Regions from separate parts of the Siniperca chuatsi genome. Here region 2 is linked to region 1. The links are chromatin contacts, called in public Hi-C maps. All regions are on one chromosome and are shown on one strand. The core of a region is the stretch at or near the end of the contact, and the rest is flanking DNA. Distances in the headings are between cores, read along the strand shown.

What was found. Hi-C and Micro-C count contacts between places; a contact is called where the count stands out from the background.
Region 2: a contact with region 1 is called in a Hi-C map of liver, with 2.3 times the contacts expected there. The contact joins the promoter of sema4gb here to the enhancer-like site in region 1. A contact is called at or near these places in 3 of 3 Hi-C or Micro-C datasets (liver, skeletal muscle and an unstated tissue).

Annotation. Positions count from the first base shown.
Region 1 is chrLG20:5,813,262-5,816,369 of ASM2008510v1, forward strand. It overlaps mrpl43 (39S ribosomal protein L43, mitochondrial), which reads left to right. Exons shown (of 3, transcript XM_044178390.1): 2 at 478-584; 3 at 1,750-3,108. The coding sequence ends at 1,967. Among protein-coding and RNA genes, the nearest start is that of mrpl43, 2.4 kb to the left of the region's middle. Within about 2 kb of position 1,815, the one cell type or tissue checked has an H3K27ac peak away from gene starts, as active enhancers do. A contact at or near this core is called in liver, where this site is marked.
Region 2 is chrLG20:5,854,806-5,857,851 of ASM2008510v1, forward strand. sema4gb (semaphorin-4G) reads right to left here and starts at 1,562. Exons shown (of 15, transcript XM_044178387.1): 1 at 1,443-1,562.

The sequences.
Region 1 (3,108 bases), core at 565-3,064:
TTGGGCTATTTGTTACTACTTTATACACTGTTGGGTAGTTTAATCTGTAGTTTTATTTGCTGATCATATGTTTCGTCGGTAAAGTCTTTATCTGCCAAGTAACTATAGCTGTCATGTAAATGTAGTTTAGTAAAAAGTACAGTTTTTTGCTCTGAAATGTAGTGGATTTGAAATATGAAGTAGCAGAAAATGGCAATACTCTTGTACTATAAAGTACAAGTACCTCAAAACTGTACTTATGGTAAGTATAGTGCTTGAATAACTGTACTACATTCCACCATGGCTAGTAATAAAAACAATTGTCAGTTGCAGCCTAACAAAAGGCAACATCAGATATTCTTGTTTACCACTAACAAGATAAGACACTGGGAAGTGATAGTGTGTACAAGTGACACAATTACCATCAACAGAACCTGTTACCTACCACTCAAAGAGCAGAGTGACCACAGCATCTTTGTCTTCTTCCCTTCTCTTCAGGGAGTTTATTGAAGAGGGAGTGGTGGATTATGCCAAGAAGAACCCTGCAACTGTCGTGTATGTGTCTCCTCAGGCATGCAGGATACCCAAAATAGTTGCAGAATACTGTAAGTGCTCATGAATTTGTGTTTTGATGGGACATCTGACTAATCCTGAATTCCTTTCCTCATTATAGCACGTTTTCACATATAGAATAATGCTTTATTTTACAGGTCCCGCAATTTCCTAAATATTTCCTAGAAAGTTCCTCTAAAAGAACTGTGTAATTTGGTTCTGATCACAGGGAAAATACATTTCTGAGACAGTTGTATGAGTTAAGCTAGTTGTGTTGAGTTTATAAGCAGTGGATGATTTCCAAAGGAATTTATTTGAAAGAACTGCTAAAATGACTTGAAAAACATACAGAGATCCTTTACACCCAAGTAAAGAGCCATGTATTATTGTATTCTCCATATATGTTTGCCTGGAGAACATTGTCTCAATTTCCCTGATAATTAGTACCAAATTACACAGTAATTACATAGGAATTTATAGTCACATATCAGCTCCTTTCTAGGATATTAAACTGTGGGTAAGTTGTAGTGTAAAATAAAGTGTTACCACATTAATACTTGCTGCATTATTTTCCTGTGTTCTCAATCACGTTTTTAAGGCCTGTTTAGTGAACTATTTAGTTACAATACTTACTTTAATGTATTACACCAGGATAATGCACTCAGTATCAATTCTGCCTTCCAGCGAGGGCTAACAATAAAACAAAAAACAATGACAAAATACTTTCTTTGTCATTGTTATTGATATCATCAAAATGTTAAGCAGACTTCTGAAGCAAATTGTTCTATTAAAAAGTTGTACTTTGGCCATGCTGAAACATCAAAATGCTACTTGTTGAAAATCATAGGCATGCTTTACAGTTGAAAGGTCAGGTTCAGGGATATAATCAATCTTTTTGGTGAAGTGTGTGACAAGTTTAAGCAATAAATGTATAAGAAACATGAAAAGTGAACTTCAGTAAAGTAGTATGGGATTATATTTGTTACTACGCCTAGATACTGTAGGGGGCAGTATAACACTGTTTTTTCTGAAAATGCCACTGGGGGTTTCAAATGACTTGTTAAATAGTCTCACCCAGAATCATATGTTCTTGTTGACACTGTTACATTTCACAACAGGCAGGTTTGTCAATAAGAAAAGTATGTACTTTTCCTCACTCCTCACTCATGAGTTGCTCCTCACTCCTGCTTAGTTATTTCCTCTTTTTCCTTCCTGCAGTAAACGGCAACGTGAGGGAAGAAATCGTCACAAGCAAAACATCTCCGCAGATTTCAGAGCTCTTGACCAAGCTGACCAATCAGTCTGGCCTGGACGTCATCCGCATCCGCAAGCCCTTCCACACAGACAACCCCAGTATCCAGGGCCAGTGGCACCCATTCACCAACCGGCCCCTGTCTATCGGCCCCATCAGGCCACAGAAACAGAACTCCGAATAAGGACTAACTTAAAGTTTGAAGTTTGAGTTTAAAGTCAGAACCTTTGTGCTTAATTTCTCATTACTCTTGCAAGATATGTCCTTTTTTTTAAAAGTGTCTGCAATCTAAATTATTATCACAGGTCAGGTGGTTCTCATTTTTGCAGCAATTTTCCATTTTGTTTGTTGGATAATTCTGCAGAAGACCCCACTATCGACTGAATATTTTTTACCTTGCCCTTCTGTCTGGTGGTGGCAGCAAAGCCACTTTGGCTGTGCAGGAAAGTGCACACAGCACCAGCTCTGAATGCCACATTTAAATAGGTTTTACATGAATCCACCAGAGGCTTGTCAGCTGGCATATTAAAAAGCAGATAACCGTTTAATCTTAAGGTTATTTGAAGATTAGTGTAATAAACTGCATCACTTCGAGAGCAAATGTATGAAATAAAGAAAATATTTTTTGTGCAAATGATGGCATTTGTGTTTAAATTTAGATTTTCTTTCGTTGTATTTGAACAGCTTGTCAGAAAAAGATCAACACAGCAAAACTGATTGCAGTGGTGCTGTCTGCATCGTTAAGTCTGACTGACTGATTTAAGACAACACAGATGTACACCTGTTTTTATTTGTATGAAACGGGTAATGTATGTTTTTACAGCTTAATACTGAAGTTTGAAGGTTTCCTCTCTGCACAACCTTAAATGATCTTAAATGAACATGACAGATGGTTGTGTGATAGCTTGAGGGACAAGTCTTAACCTTCAGCACAGAGCTGTCCTCTATCGGCTCTAAGAGGAACAGAAAACTAACACTTCTCTAGTGGGTGATTTGTTTAAATTTAACAAGGTGGATGTTGGCAAAACTACTTGCTGCTTTCTTTGCAGTTTTTACCCTGAATTCATCATTTTTGACTGCAAAAGGCATGCCGGTTGACCCTACTTTCCCTCCACAGGTGACCTCTGTATTCTTCTTAACAAAAATACATCCATACAACCAAGTACTAGTCATCAGATGAATACAAATAAGCAGACTCCTATGGAGTGAACGTGAAAGGTGCCCCCAGGACAGATTGCTTGTTTCTGCTGATTGATGGATACCAGTCTGCTGGCATATATAACTCTGGCCGCAGGAAATTGTTAGGCTATCTGTGAAAATTTATG
Region 2 (3,046 bases), core at 312-2,811, 41 kb after region 1:
ACTTATTAACATTTATACAGCAGTTGCAGATTACCTACTAACGTTTGCCTTATTGGAAAGTGAGAAACTCTTGGCCATTTATTAGTGACTTTATTAATGACTCCACAGCGGTGGTGGAGGTAATAAATTACTGTACTTAAGTAGAATTTTAAAGTATTTGTAGTTTACTTTTTAATTTCCATTTTACACTTGTTTACACTTTACTTTATTTGAGAGGGAAATATCATACATTTATTACACATTTATTTGACAGAATAGTTACAAGTTACTTTTCAAATTAAGATTTTACATACAAGACATATAATTCATCAACTTGTAAAATATGCTGATTGTTATATATTAAACTATCCGAAAGTATATAAATTAATTAAAAATAGCTCCAACTCGATCTACCAGAACACTAAAATATTGTTAACACATTAATGCATCAGTAGCATCAGTATATATATATATATATATATATATATACACACATGGAAAGGTCCATTGTGCATAAAAAGTATTATCACTTTTGATACTTCAAGTACATTTAGCTGATAATACATTTGTACTTTTACCCAAGTAAGATTTTGAATGCAGGACTTTTACTTGTAATGGAGTATTTGACATTATGGTATTTCCACTTTTACACAACTAAAGGATCTGGATACTTCTTTTACCCAACCTGGCAGCCCAAAATGTATTAATGGCTTATATCTGATCTATTAAGCATTAGTAAATGATGTATTAACATTAATAAAGCCACTACTAACTGATTGTAAACCCTTTATAAAGGGTGACTTATTAGAAACTGTACCCAGCTTATTAAACTAATTTCGGACCAACGTTACAGCTCTATCTCATTCATGTCCTGTTAAGAGCAAGAACCCAAGGTTTGATGGTTTTAGTTTAATGAACTTTTTACAACAAACCACTGAAGATACTCAGCCTAACCGCCCTCCTCTCTTTCCACTCTTCTTTGTCTCATCATGCTTACATTCACCTCTACTTCTTCCAAAAGAAAGACAGGAACACAGCTTAAAAACAGATAAGCAACATATTAAGTATAGGCTATGATTTTCTATCTTACCTTTGACTGAACCATGCCGTCAGCTCGTAAGAATAAGTGGCTTCACTACCGTCCTAATATGGATCTGGTAATACTAATAACCGAACAGTAATTCATCGTTTAACTTGCACCAATATGGAATTAAGTCAAATAAAACAGGCTTATATGGTCTGCAAGGAGTCCGCACGCGCTATGAACGTGCAACCATCCACCCATGTGCACCTGTCCGACCTGGACTGCAGCACTGCGAGGGAAAGCAGCAACGCACACTCTTTAATCACCTTCACCTGAGTACAGACCAATGTACAGAGAGTGTGTGCGTAGGAAAAGTGGAAAAGAAGCACAGCGGCTGCGGTAAAAGGTGAAAGCAATAAAGCGGTAAAGACCGACGCACCTGCTTGTTTCCTGAAGTCCACAAAAAAAATCCTCAGAGTCGTCCTCTCTCTCGCGAAACAGCGAGCTCCTCTGCTGCTACTGCTGCTGCAGTTACCCAGTGCTCACAACCAAGTCTCCCCCCACCCCCCGTCACACACACACACACACACACACACACACACACACACACACACACACACACACACACACACAGGATTCATAGCCTCAAGTCCACATGCCTTATCTAATGACCACACAGTTTCCTCATGTATTTTTCGTTGTCTTGATACATAAACGTTGTGTTTTGGGGTTATTTTTGTTATGGAGATTTTTTTTCAAATAATATAACAAATTTTAGAAGAATGCCTTTTATTTTTATGATTTTATGTCCTGGTAAGATTATTATAAATTATAGGCCTATAATATTCTGTTCGGATATTACTATATGTGTGTTTTTAATGTCTGTAACTCACTGTTGTTGCAGCCTATCTTGACCTGGACACTCAATGAGGCTTTCACGATTAAATAAAGCTTAAATAGAATTTAAAAATAGCACTTAATGGGTGGAAGAAGAAAAAATAAAGTACATTAATGGCATGATCTTTCAGTGTTTAATATAGGAAGCTATGAAGTCCACATAGAAATAGAAATAACATTTTACCTATACCTTTCGTTATGAATATTATAGGAATGTTATTGTTTCTTAAGATTGCCTGAAAACTGTACTAAGCACTTTCTTAGCATTTATTTTAATGTTTCCTACTGTGTCTCTAAATATAGTCTGAATAGTATCCATGTGATCTGTGCCTCGTGACTGACACCTGCTGGAGAAGAGATGGAAAGATTAAAATTCAAGGAATAAGTCTTTTTCCTGTTCCCTCTTCCATTCTCTTCCATGGAAATCCACCTATTTACATAAATGTTTTAGGACAGTGGTCTAAATTACATGTGCCATATAGGCTACTAGTATATATCTGGGCCTATATAATTCGATATACCATCATCTATAGTTCAGATTGTCACAAACAGGGTAATTCCTGAAGTTCCTTCTGAAAGCACAAGCTCTTTTCCTGTTTGTTCTACTCTTTCCTTTTTGTTCCCATTGAAATTTAATAATAGAGGGAGATACATGATGGTCCAACACTCTTCCAGAGCTACTTGACATTAACATGGTGACTGATGTAGAGATGGAAACTGAAAACAAAGGTATGTTTTAACATATTAAGTTGGAACTTAAACAGGCTAAATCTGAGCTCTACAACAGTGACTGACTGACTTGTCTGAGTTCATTCAACAGTCATGGTGAAGAGTAAGGTTGTTTGCAACAGAAATGCAACAGTGATTTAATTGTGCAAACATGCAGCCTTTAAAAGTGTAGTGGTTGATGTGAAAACTATTAAAATTTAAATTAGTTTCACAGGTATATTGTTTACACTTTAAAATGGAAATGTATAGCACAATAGTGATTCTCAGATACACAAATGAATGAATACACCATTTATTTAGAAGTATACTATATATGTATTTTAGAGACAAAGTCACCCAAAACAGTAGAAAATAACCCAATTATATTGTTTCCACGAGGATTTTATTTGTTCATAAGCAGGTGATTAATAGTCTGAA